Regions from separate parts of the Rattus norvegicus genome. Here region 2 is linked to region 1. The links are chromatin contacts, called in public Hi-C maps. All regions are on one chromosome and are shown on one strand. Each heading gives the region's core, a stretch centred on a gene start, on an enhancer-like site or on the middle of the called end of the contact. The rest is flanking DNA. Distances are from core to core; before and after follow the strand shown.

Region 1 (6,650 bases), core at 1,769-4,268:
CTACATTGCTGTGGATTCTTGTGACCCATCTTGTGATAGTTCTGGGAAGGGAAGGGCCGGAGTCTCCTGCAGCAACAGGAATTCAGGCAGCGCCTGAGATGGAATGCCCTCGGAAGAACTAGCTCTGGGTAGTTGGCTAGTGAGGTCTTAAGGATCGCCACTGGGTGGCAGTGTGGGCCCAGCAGTCAGGGAGGGGTCCCTTCAAGGGGCGCGGTCAGGAACTGGACTGGTAATGAGGAAATGGTCAGAGGCTGTTTGAGCAGAACAGGGCACATCACCATTCCCAGCACATAGGTGAGATACATAACACTGTCAAATTCACAAAAGACTACTGGAGAGCCAAACCCCCTGAGACGCTGGTTTGCACTGAACATCCTAATCCCTGACCTCTGTAGGAGATGCTTTCAAAGGGATATCCGGGTGTTCTGATACAGACTGGAGTGAGGACAGATAAGGATGCCTAAGAGTTTGCAGGTTATCTTGACCCAGAGAGGAAGTATGTGGAATGATGCAGGGCCTTGGCTGGAACCCTCACTTTGCTAGCTGTAAGATCCAAGGCACACGTAACCCGTGTCCTAGTGTCCTCCCATAAAAGCATTATCTGTGGTAACTGTGTCTAGCACACGCTCAGTGTCCAGTAGGCACCGTGAAAGGGATATAGTGTTGGGGTAGAGTGTTTGAAATGTAGCATCATAAAGGTCCAAGTTCAGGGCTGGAGAGATGGCTCAGCGGTTAGGAGCACTGACTGCTCTTCCCGAGGTCCTGAGTTCAAATCCCAGCAACCACATGGTGGCTCACAACCATCTGCAATGGGATCTGATGCCCTCTTCTGGTGTGTCTGAAAATAGCTATATTCTGTGCGTGCGTGTGTGTGTGTGTGTGTGTGTGTGTGTGTGTGTGTGTGTGTGTAAAATAAACCTTTAAAAAAGATCCAAATCCAAAATCACAGCTCTGGGGTTCAGTGGTGAAAGAGATCAGCAGATCAAGGTGCTTGCCACTACGACTGACAACAGAGGGGACTCAGAGAAGTGATTCCCTCAGGTCATCCTCTGACTCCACGTGAGTGCTGTGGCTATAAACAGATGTTGAACACACACACACACACACACACACACACACACACACACACAATTTTAAAAAGGGAATCACTCTGGGGAGTGGTGGCATACATCTTTAATCCCAGCACTTGGGAGTCAGAGGCAAGCAGATCTCTGTGAGTTCAAGACCAATCATGGTCTACACGGTGAGTTCCAGGACAGCCAAGATTACACATGTCTCAGAAAGAAAAAAAAAGGGGGGTAAGTAAATAAAAAGAAAATACAGCTCTGTTGCATGACACCTGTGAAATCCCCCATCCCCCATATCTTCTTTCCCCCCCCCCCCCGGAGCTGGGGACCGAACCCAGGGCCTTGCGCTTCCTAGGTAAGCGCTCTACCACTGAGCTAAATCCCCAACCCCCCCCCCATATCTTCTTAACATACATACAGGGATCCCATTTCTGGGTACTCCTACACCACCCTATCCATATTCCAAGAAACTGGCTTCTTGATATACTCTGCGAGCCCTAATGGGGTTACACCGAGCTTAACTTCCCCTCCAAGGCATCTACGGAGAACTGGGTCCCTCAGAGTAATCTCTTATCTTCACTAAGTCCTCCTCCCACTTCTCAGGGTTTTATCTTCGGTTCTCTATCTTGGGTGGGGCACCCAGAGCCTGTGCTGGGGAAAGCCCAGACACTGCCCAGATTCTAGACACTGCCAGAAGCCTGTCATCTCTGCCAAGAACTTTACAGCCGCCCTTTCTGAGGAATGTGGGTGGCGTGACATGTGTGGAGAGAAGAGACACCCATACTGGACAGTGGACGGTGTGGAAGGAGTGGGTGTACTGGCTCTTCAGGTCTTATCTCCCCATATCCTGAATCATGGATTTGGAGGGAGTTCACATAGACCCTACAGTTCCTTGGTAAACCAGACTTGGTGACTTAGCCTGTAACTTCACACTGTAAACTTTTGCTCAGAAGTTTGGGACCAGGCTGGTCTACATACTGAGCTCCGAGGTAGTCTGAATTCTATTTAAATACAAAAACAAGCAAAAAACCTCCCTGGTTAGTTACTGAAAATAAAATATAGCAAGTTCTTTGTTGTACGAGAAGCAGCATTCTGTCCCTTAGTTCTATGATCCTATTGTTTGATCTCCCTTTGTTTGAACTCAGGTTTCTCGCAGCATTTGGTTGGACCTCACCAAACCATAGACAGGGTTGTGACTCAAGAGGGTAATTTCCCAAGTGGCGGTCCACTCAGAGATTAGGCAAAGATGGGATGGATGAGCTCATTTGATTACAAAAGATTAGTTGTAGCCTGAACGCTTTTAGCTGTGATGACTACAATGGACCCGCTTAGTTCTTCGGTTCTCTTAAGCGCCTCTCCTTAAGTCTTTCTCACAGCATATCACCCACCTTCATGCAGTGTCCGATCGGCTAGGAGCGGCTAGCTAGGAGGACCGGCCCAGACCCTGCTTCCGCGCTAAAGTTCTAAGGGGGAGATAAGCGCACCCATCCCCAAAGAAGCAGAGGGAAGACAATCTGGTCTCAAGTTGCAGGAGTCGCATCTATATTCTTTCTTAACTTTTTTCTAACCCAGTCTTCTCCCTACTAGTCTCTGGGTCCCGCCCCGGCCGGTTACGTGAGTCCAGGGTCCATGCACTTCAATTGGTCTGTTCAGCTGCTCGTCCCACGTCCAGCGATGCGATTGGTCAACTGTAGGAGCTCCCGCCCAGTTTTCCTGGAAAGTTCTTGGAAATCTGTCAAAGGTGTTTCCTTTCTCAGTCCAAAACACTAGATGCCTGCGCCCCTGTTCCCCTCCCGACTGCTGCAAAGCCCGCGGTTCTAGGAAGATGCGGCTTCCGGGAAGGGCTGGGACTCAGCGGACAAAAGATTAGGAGGCGCCTAGCCCCGCCCCACTCTCCCGGTCCGTCCCCCCTCGTTCTTCCAAGCTGCTCGCACCACAGCCTTTCAGTCCCCGATCGCCGCCGGTACGCCCCGGGACCCTGACCTTCGCACCCCTGGCACCCACTGGCTCCTTTCTTCTTCCGTCCCGCCGAACTCCGACTCTCGAGCCGCCGTTGCCTCTAGGACATGGTCCTCTGCGTACAGGGGTAAGCTCAGTTCTTTCCCTGCCCTGGCTTCATGCGGTAAGCCGGAGGTCTCAGGCCTCGAGCTAGCTGCGGGATTTGAGAGGGCTTGACCGGCTGGAGATGGAGTGCGAAAGGACCTTGGGTGGTGCGCCTAGGACACACACACACACACACACACACACACACACACACACACACACACACACACACTTAGTATGATAGGAAAACGGTGGGAGGAGCCCCCATTCCTGAGATCTCACTAGCGCAAAGTGTAGGAGGTTCTCCAGGATGGGACTCACAAGTCTAGACCGCTGAGTTCATAGCTTACCTGGCCTTCAGGCTCCAGACCGTATATCGGTGACCTTGAGCCAGCCTTAGACCCCTCTGTGTTCAGAAGCTCATTCCTCCGTCCCAGGCCAGCGATTAGGTTCTTGGGAAGCCAGCCTGAGGTCTTTGACTCTCCCCAGGCTGGCACCGAATAAACAGCACCCCTTAGGAGCATCCCATACCTTCTCTTAGCTCAGACTGACATCTCAGTGTGATAAAGACTTCACCCTGCCTTCTCCAAGGTTTCCCGAAGACAGGGAATATAGGACCATGGTGAAAGTGAGACTTTGATAAAACAGCCTTGGTTTCAGCTGAGTGAACTTGGCACACCTGTTTACCCTAGGTTTCAGGGTCCCCTTCAAACATTGATCAGTCAGGAATACAGGAAAGCCCAAGAAGAGAGGAATTTTGTGTGTGTGTGTGTGTGTGTGTGTGTGTGTGTGTGTTACAAGTCCAGTAGCAATTGTTATAACACAAGGGAATGGTGCCAAGTGAGGAAGAGTGGAAGGTGGGGCCAGGCTGAAGTGCCCTTGCTCTAAGCAGCCCTGAGTCCCAGGAAGAGAGCTGTAGGGAAGACTCTTCCCTAGTAGTTCCTACCATGCTCCTTTAGTCTCTGAATTTTTGGACTCTTCAGCAGACCCACGACACACACTGCCTTCCTTCTTGGGTGCCCCCACGTCTCCATTCTGGTTCCCCAGAGCCTCTTTGACTTTGCCTTAACTGAAGGCCCCTGGGAACCAAGGGACTAGTGTTGGGGTAGTAGGGAAAAAGACACACATATATCCCATCGTCCCCGGGCTTGGTTCATCTCATTGGCATGTGTCCTCAGGCAGGACTTCATGGCTAGACTCCAAGACATGCACACACAGGTTCTTGGAACACACCAGTCCTACATGTGTCACCATGATGACACACCCCTCCCTAGATATTTAGTCCCTCCCAGCAACCTTTAGGGATTAGTATAGTCATTTTATACCTAGACACCATACTAGCCCCAGAGGTACCTATTACATAAACCTGTGGGACCTGTGGAGGGGACTTAACTAAACTGACTGGTCAAAACTACCACAGAGGCTGGGGAATGTCTGACTAGCCTGGATCAAGCTGTGGGCCCCAGCAAGCAGGTCACCTCAGAATTCTGCCTGTAGCTTACTAAGTGGGATTCCAGAGCTCTCATAGCTCGGTCAAGAGCAGGTGCGGAAAAACCCTTGGCAGCGTATAGGTGCTAGAGTCTGTCACCCCTTCTTCTGAGTGGTCACAGGACTATGACCTTCTAAACACCACTTACACTGTCAGATCTGACTGCTGGCAGCTCCTAACTACAAGGAATACCTGATACAGTGTTGCTTTCCCCAGCAAATGTGGGCTGAGCCTAGGCTGAGGATCGAACCCAGGGCTTTGCACTTGCTAGGCAAATGCTCTACCACTGAGCTAAATCCCCAACCTCTGGGGACACATTTTATTAGAAGTTAGAGAGAGCCGATTCTTTTTTTCCCCAGAAGCAGCTGGTGGGCTGCTAGGAAGATTTCAGCCACTGGATCACCAGCTGGTGGACTGCTAGGAAGATTTCAGCCACTTAAGTTACCCTAACCCCAGCCCTCTAATATTGCCAAACCCCTCAGGGCAGGTAGGCCATCATCTGGATGGAGGAGAAACCACAACTCAGAGAGGAGCGCACTGTACATGAAAATCATACAACAGTAAGGCTGACTCCATAGGGTGGAGTCTGGAATGTGGGTTGAGCACCCTGCCCTTTGGTGGTGGGAGCTCATATTTATGAGAGATGAAATTCATCAATGCCTTTAGAGGACACTGCCTTCCCTCAGCTGGGAGGAGTAGAGCCCAGGATGGGTATCTAGCTGGTATGGGTAGGAGCTTGTTTTAAATTCTTGAAGTCCTAGCCAGTGAGTGCTGTGCGCCCCCACCCCCAACAGATACTCCTATTGACAGAGAGCCACCCTGTAACCTTAGGCTTTCTACGGTAATCTTGAGGGCTCCCTGAGAATTCCACCCTAGTTCATTCTGTGACTCCACCAGGTACAGGTGGCAGTTAGCAGGCTACCTTAGCCAGGAAGGGCACAACGGTGAGACAGCTTTGGAATTGACAGGTTCCTCACTCTTGTGGTCGGAATGCTGGAAGTGCTTGTCTGTGATTCTGGCGATACAGGTCTCAGGTTAATTTGTATATAGTACGTGTAGGAGAGTAGAAAAGAATGCTTTACAATAGGTTCTGTGGAAGTGGGAGTGTACATAGCTCAGTGGTAGAACACTTGCTTAGCATGTGCGAGCCTCCAAGTTCAATTCCCAACACTACACAAAAATAAGAAAGAATTTTATCTAGGAGCTGAGTGTGGTGGCACTTGGGAGACAGAGGCAGGTGGATCTCTGTGACTGTGAGGCCAGCCTGGTCTATATAACAAGTTCCAGGCCAGCCAGGGCTACATAGTGAGACTGTCCCCCACCCCCCTCACACCCCAATCTGTCTATTTGGAGAAAGCAGTCAAAGGACTTTTCCAAAAGTGGAGACCATGTAAGACCTCTGTTGCCTATCTGCCTACTCTAGATCTTGTCCTTTGCTGGTTGTGGAGCAAATTGGGCAGCGGCCTCTGTGGGCCCAGTCCCTGGAGCTGCCCGGGCCAGCCATGCAGCCCTTACCCACTGGGGCATTCCCAGAGGAGGTGACAGAGGAGACCCCTGTCCAGTCAGAGAATGAACCGAAGGTGCTAGACCCTGAGGGAGATCTGCTGTGCATAGCCAAGACGTTCTCCTACCTCCGGGAATCTGGTGAGTCTTGGGGGAGACACAGACCTTGTCCTGGGGAGTCTGTGGCAGAGCTTAGGGCTTTGGATTTGGAGTCTGATTTGGGAAGCATGGTCTTGCCCCTAAGACTGATGGCATAGATACACATCTCCAGAGAAATGTAAAAGGACGCTTCATCCTGACCTACCCTGGGTTGGTGCCCTTGGTAATTTCCACTCTGATTGGTCCTCTTCTCTACTCGACTAGGTTGGTACTGGGGTTCCATTACAGCCAGTGAGGCCCGGCAGCATCTACAGAAGATGCCGGAGGGCACATTCCTCGTGCGAGACAGCACCCACCCCAGCTACCTGTTTACATTGTCAGTCAAAACCACCCGTGGCCCCACCAATGTACGCATCGAGTATGCCGACTCTAGCTTCCGACTGGACTCC
Region 2 (6,650 bases), core at 1,328-3,827, 230 kb after region 1:
GTATATGTCAGGGCATCGGGACTGGCGTCAGGGCATAGAGATGTGAGGGGTCTGGGGACAAGCAGGCAGGACCTGGGCCAGAGCATAGAGAAGGCTTTCACCAGAGCCCTGGAGACTAGAGGAAGGGACGCCACGGAGCTGCAGTAAGACACCTTTCCATCCTGTCTTATTCCAGGCAATAACTTCCTTCTGCATAACTTGATTTTGGACACGGGCATTACGCAGCAGTTAGTGGAACGCGTCTGGCGGGACCAAGATCTCAACACGTACGCACGCAGCCACCCAAGCTATGGCTATTGTGTAGAAGGAGGCTGGGGTTGGCCCAGAGGCCCTGGCCTTGCACAGTAGAAGACAGGCCCGTGACCCCATCTCCCTGTCGCCCCCAGGTACAGCCTGCTAGCTGTATTTGCTGCCACTGACGGTGGCATCACACGTGTCTTCCCGAACAAGTAAGTGGCCAGCCCCGTGCAGCAATAACTCTCCCTGTCTGGGACTTTGCTATTACTTCACTACCCAGAAGCCTCAGCACTGCCAAGACCATTGCACACCACTGAGCTCTGACTGTCTTGGGTGCTCTAGGGCAGCTGAAGACTGGACAGAAAACCCTGAACCCTTCAATGCCAGCTTCTACCGCCGCAGCCTGGATAACCGTGGTTATATCTTCAAGCCCCCGCACCAGGACTGTGAGTGTCTGTCCGTAAGCCCAGCAGCAGGTGGGAGGCCTTAACTGAGACCAGGGACATGTGAAGAGAAAGGCTATGCCAAACACCGTATGGGGTGCTATAGACTTAAGCTGGGTCCAGTCCAGTTTTGGTAGAACCCTGTTTTGGAGTGGTCAGTACGGTCAGCCTTCACTCCTGACTGCTCTGCCCATCCATCCCAGCCCTGTTAAGGCCACTGGAGCTGGAGAATGACACAGTAGGCGTCCTCGTCAGCACAGCTGTAGAGCTCAGTCTGGGTCGCCGCACACTGAGGCCAGCAGGTAAATGCTAAGACTGAGGCGGGACTGGGGCAATAGTGAGGACACTGACCAGGCAGGTGGCACAGACAGCCATTGCTCTCTCCCACAGTGGTGGGTGTCAAACTGGACCTAGAGGCTTGGGCTGAAAAGTTCAAGGTGCTTGCCAGCAACCGTACCCATCAGGACCAACCTCAGAAGGTATTTGGGCAGGGAAAGGGGAGTAAGGCCTCTCTGGAGTCTCCAAGGAAGAAGCCTGCCCCTCAGACTGGCTCCAGTGCCTGTGGGAAGGCAGGGGGTGCTGCCAATGACCTGGGGGAACTGGCGTTATGAAGGGGTAACAGACATGAGGAAAACCGGTGGGCGCCTTACAGTCCCCATTCTCTGCCCAGCAGTGCGGCCCCAGCAGCCACTGTGAGATGGACTGCGAGGTAAACAACGAGGTGCGTGTGCTCTGATTCTGACCTGGACCCCAGTGTCCCTCATCCCCAGACTCCTTGGTCTCAACTGTGACTCCTAGCCTGCCCCTTAGTCTTTCGATCTTGACACCCCTTACCCTGACTTCAGTCTTGCCTTGCTCTGAACCATTGGACTGCCAGGGCCTGAAATAGTCTGGGGTAGGCCCCCTCACCATTTTGATCTCCCTTCCCTACCTCTTAGGACCTACTCTGTGTCCTCATTGATGACGGGGGATTCCTGGTGCTGTCAAACCAGAACCACCAGTGGGACCAGGTAAGAAGGGTCAGGAAGAAAATGGAAGGACAGTATGGGTCACAGCCTTCTAGAGCATGCCACGGTCAGCACCATGACTATGGCTTTCTCCCTGCATCCCCAGGTTGGCAGATTCTTCAGTGAGGTGGATGCCAACCTGATGCTGGCACTGTACAATAACTCCTTCTACACCAGAAAGGAGTCCTATGACTATCAGGCAGCTTGTGCCCCTCAGCCTCCTGGCAACCTGGGTGCTGCACCCAGGGGTGTCTTTGTGGTAAGCTACCAGATTAGAGTTTTGGGGGAAAGGGGGAAAATGGCTCAGTGGTTAAGAGCACAAGGTCCTGAGTTCAATTCCCAGCAACCACATGGTGGCTCACAACCATCTGTAATGAGATCTGATGCCCTCTTCTGGTGTGTCTGAAGACAGCTACAGTGTATTCACATACTTGAAATAAATTTAGATTAGAGTTTGAGACACTACACACACGCACGCACGCACGCACGCACGCACGCACACACACACACACCCCTCTAATATTTTCGAGGAGGGCCAGGGTTGACCTAGAACCAGAGGCAACCGCACTCCTCTCTCCACTGCAGCCCACCATTGCAGATTTCCTTAACTTGGCCTGGTGGACCTCTGCTGCCGCCTGGTGAGTCCTGGAGGAGAGGTTGGTTAAGGAGGCCTGTAAGGCACTGGCCACGTGCTGACCGCCTGTACTGGTTGCCCCGTGCTCTACAGGTCCTTATTCCAGCAACTACTTTATGGTCTCATCTATCACAGCTGGTTCCAGGCAGGTAAGTAGGGCTTGGGAGGCTCAGCCCCAAATCTGAGTCCAGGGTGGAAACAGACGCTCGCACCACTGGGAGGGTGGGGCTTAAGGCTGCACCAAGAAGAGGCGGACGACGTGTCATTGTCTGTGGGCGGGGCTGAGGCGTCTGGGCCCCGCAGACCCGGCAGAAGCCGAGGGCAGCCCCGAGACGCGCGAGAGCAGCTGCGTCATGAAACAAACCCAGTACTACTTCGGCTCGGTGAACGCGTCCTATAACGCCATCATCGACTGCGGAAACTGCAGCAGGTACTTGCAGGGCGAGGAGCAAGGCACGTTAGAGGGGCGTGGTCTGCAGCGGGTGTGGGCGGGGCGATGACTCCCGGATGGGGCGAACCTCCAAGGCTCCGCCCCCCCATCCCTCCTCCAGGCTGTTCCACGCGCAGAGACTGACCAACACCAACCTTCTGTTCGTGGTGGCGGAGAAGCCGCTGTGCAGCCAGTGCGAGGTCGGCCGGCTGCTACAAAAGGAGACACACTGTATCCTGCCCCAGCCCTCCCTGCCGCCCGCTCCCCTCCTGCCCCGCGCATCCTCCCCCCTACATCTCTGCTGCCCTCTCCTTGACTCCCCACCCATGCCCAGCGGACGGCCCGGAGCAGTGTGAGCTGGTGCAGAGACCGCGATACCGAAGAGGCCCGCACATCTGTTTTGACTACAATGCGACGGTGAGTCGGGGGAGCGGCGCTGCTGACAGCTGCGAGCCTTTACCCGCTGGGTACCAACCGCTTCCTCGTCTTCCTTCCCTGCAGGAAGATACCTCAGACTGTGGCCGCGGAGCCTCCTTCCCTCCGTCGCTGGGCGTCTTGGTTTCCCTGCAGCTGTTGCTCCTCCTAGGCCTGCCACCTCGGCCGCAGCCTCAAATCCATTCCTTCGCTGCCTCTCGCCGCCTCTGAACTACCCACACACACACATCATAGCCCCCACCCCCACCCCGCCTTGGCCTCCTAGCCTTTTCGCTCACCCTCCCATGCCACATTCCCCAATCTAGATCCTTGGCCAGTCTCTCCTGAAGGAACTGGGCCCCTTCCCCGGGGCCTGTGCCTTGGGGCAGGGGAGCCCCAAAGTAAGGTGCCATGGTGTTTGGCACTCAAGATTTATCTCACCCTTGAACTGTCCAAGTGCCCACAGTCCCTGGACTCACCCCTGTGGGTTGGGACAGGAGGCCACTAGTACCGATGCCAAACCAGGCCTTCACCAACCCACCTGCCTGGAGATTTTCTCTATGTAGGCAACCCTGCCACTGCTGGGCGCCTCTAACTGGCCCTTTGGCCCCACCCAGGCCCAAACTTACCTTCTCTGGGGAAAAAACTAGGAGAGATGGTAGTGGTGAGAGAGATTCTGGGGGCACCCCTTCCCCATAGGCCTCGGGCCGTTCCAGGCTACACCACAAACCCACACCTCGGCCTTGCAGGTATCAGGACAGCCTCACGATGACATCAGCTTAGGCACACCCCACAGACACCTGGACCTCAGAGAGCAGAAACTGGACTCTCACTAGACATGCCCGAGAGGGAACACACAAACAGACACACACCATGGGGGACCCACAAAGCCTTACACAGGGCGAGAGGTCAGTGAAGGGGCTGACCTGTGTGTTCCTTCTCCGCTCACCTCTGCCTCCACTCTGAGATGCAGCCTGGCAGGCCCTCCCATCTCTAGAACTGAATGTCAGACCGTGCCAAATGCTAGGGGAAGGCCTCTGTTTCGCCCCTAGCCACCAGTGTCCCCAAATGCCCCTCACCCTGCCAGGTGCTCATTGTAACCATTGCTCACTAGTGTCAGGCCCCTAGTAGGACCACACGTCACTGCCTGAACCCCTTTGGCAGAAGAACCCCGCCAGACATTGTACTTTGCCTTAGCAGGGGTGACTTGGTCTCTCCTGGCTGGGCCATCCCATCCCCAATCTGGTTCTTACATACTCAGGCCTAATTCCCTCTTCACACACACACACACACACACACACACACACACACACACACACACAGTCCCTGCCCCTAGGAGGCCATATTGCCCCTCCCTTGCTGAACACACACTTGCACCAAGCACATGTGTAGTCAACCATACTGCACACACAGAGGCTGGGCCTGGGACACATCTCTTCACACCATTCATTCTGTCATTTCTCCCAAAGGCATCGTAACCTGGGGGCCAGGCGGGGACTGAGGGCAGGGTGGGGGGGTGTGTGGCCATGAGGCTCAGATGGACTGGGAGGAGGGTGGGAGGGTGGTACATTAATTAATGGCTCCGTTAATTAATGTCATGTTGCGTGTTGCTTTCTCAGTGTGTGTATGGTCCATGCCCAATGCTGGTGGCAGGGTGGGTGTCCATGATGTGTGCCCAGCCTGGATGTCAGCTGTGTCCTGTGGGGGCGTGTGTGTAACTGTAGTGTAGTCAGGTGCTCAACGGAGAATACAAACGAAAAAAGAAACAAACGTATACAGAAAAATAAATATATATTTTAAGTTTAAAAAAACAAACGGAACCAGACAAAACAATTCCCATCAGGTAGTTGTCCACCCCCCCAGCTGGGTTCAATCCTCTCATCACACACCTGACCTAGCTGTCCCCTCACCATGGGCTGGGGGACTTGGGGGCCATTTCCTTTGCCCCGTTTTTTGTTTTGTTTTTTTTTTGTTGTTGTTTTGTTTTGTTTTGGTTGTTATTCTATTTTGTACAGACAAGTTGGGAAAACAACAGCGACAAAAAAAAAGTCGAGAAACTTTGTAAAATATTGTGTGTGTGATTCCTTGTAAAATATTTTCAAATGGTTTATTACAGAAGATCAGTTATTAAATAATGTTCATATTTTCACTTCAAACCAGTTTCCATCCACTGTGTGGGCCTTGGTTGAGGACTGGGTGGTTATGACCACAGGTGGCCTTACCTCAGAGCACTACCCTGCTCTGCTGGGAGGAAAAGCCGCGCACTCCTGTTCCTCAGAGGCTCCTACCCTTGACACACTTTGTTTCATATCAAGTCACAAGACTCTAAGAAAGAAACTAGGGGAGGGACAAAAACCCCACCACCCAGAGCCTCAAGGCAAGGTCAGGACTCCAAAAGAAAGAGACCGATGAGAGATGTCCAGTCAGGCTGAGATCCATCCCTGAGAGCGGACCAGGACCAGACAACCAGATCCTTCCCCTGGAGCAACCGAACAGATGCTGTGCTCGGACACCCGAGGGGTGCCAGGATCAGGCCACCGGCCAGTAAGTGTGGACTACACCATGATTCAGGGAGGTCAGAGGCCAGGACACAGTTCCTGCAAATCTTTTGACAGACATATGTGAGAGAGAGAGAGAGAGAGAGAGAGAGAGAGAGAGAGAGAGTGTGTGTGTGTGTGTGTGTGTGTGTGTGTGTGTGTGTGTGTGTAGGTCTCCCTGCATACATCAAGCTGTGCTGAAGAGAGACTATGTCTTCCTACACCAGCCAGGCTGACCTGGTTGCCCGGAGGTGGCACAGCACACAGGGGTCAGAGAACTGACGGCCTGCAGGCATTCTCTCCTCCCACTGTCCTCTTCCAGTTGTCAGACTTGACAACAAATGCCTGTACCCACTGGGCATCTCACCGGCCTGACCCCTGCATTCTCTTCATGGGGAGAAAACTGACCTAGACAATCCTGAATTAGACGCTCACTCTTTTGGGGCAAGAGAGTCATTCACTCTGTGTTCCTGAAGTTACCTAGCTACATCCTCACCATGATCTTAAGTATATTCCCATAGCACAGATGAGCAACCAGGGAGGAGAAACACCTTCTACCTCACTAGGTGAGAAGGGTTAAGAACATCAATGAAAGCTGGGTGTAATGGTGCCTGCATGAGGGATCTGGAGGCAGGAGGATCAGGAGTTCACAGCCGTCCTGGACTGTACAGTAGGCAGCCTGGGCTACATGAGCTTCTTCAAAATTGAAAGATAAAAGAAAAGTAAGTTCAGCCAAAGTCTGAAATGTCAGGCCATAGAGGATATCTCCGTCAGCCAAGGGCTTGCTCTGCAAACACGAAGACCTCAGTTCATTTTCTTGGCACACATGTAAAAAGCCAGGCGCAGTGGTGCGTAACCTCTGCACTAGGGGTTGGAGGCATGAAGAGCGGGGACAGGCAGAACCCCAGAGTTCATCAAACCAATAGCCTAACTAGGCCGATGAACTCC

What was found. Hi-C and Micro-C count contacts between places; a contact is called where the count stands out from the background.
Region 2: a Hi-C map of kidney shows a contact between it and region 1, with 4 times the contacts expected there. The contact joins the enhancer-like site here to the promoter of Cish in region 1. A contact is called at or near these places in 6 of 12 Hi-C or Micro-C datasets (the A7r5 cell line, Schwann cells, frontal cortex and 3 more).

The regions. Positions count from the first base shown.
Region 1 is chr8:116,847,951-116,854,600 of GRCr8, forward strand. Cish (cytokine inducible SH2-containing protein) reads left to right here and starts at 3,019. Exons shown (of 3, transcript NM_031804.1): 1 at 3,019-3,153; 2 at 6,023-6,243; 3 at 6,466-6,650. The coding sequence starts at 3,134. It also overlaps the pseudogene Rpsa-ps9.
Region 2 is chr8:117,076,839-117,083,488 of GRCr8, forward strand. Cacna2d2 (calcium voltage-gated channel auxiliary subunit alpha2delta 2) reads left to right here. Exons shown (of 39, transcript NM_175592.2): 26 at 176-266; 27 at 387-449; 28 at 580-683; 29 at 884-982; 30 at 1,071-1,159; 31 at 1,351-1,401; 32 at 1,619-1,690; 33 at 1,794-1,946; 34 at 2,273-2,325; 35 at 2,415-2,470; 36 at 2,625-2,751; 37 at 2,873-2,982; 38 at 3,080-3,168; 39 at 3,253-3,424. The coding sequence ends at 3,396. All of the region lies in intron 1 of LOC120094259 (a long non-coding RNA gene), which reads right to left. Among named protein-coding and RNA genes, the nearest start is that of Tmem115, 5.9 kb to the right of the region's middle. Within about 2 kb of position 2,578, at least 74 of the 93 cell types and tissues checked have an H3K27ac peak or open chromatin away from gene starts, as enhancers often do. A contact at or near this core is called in Schwann cells, kidney and liver, where this site is marked.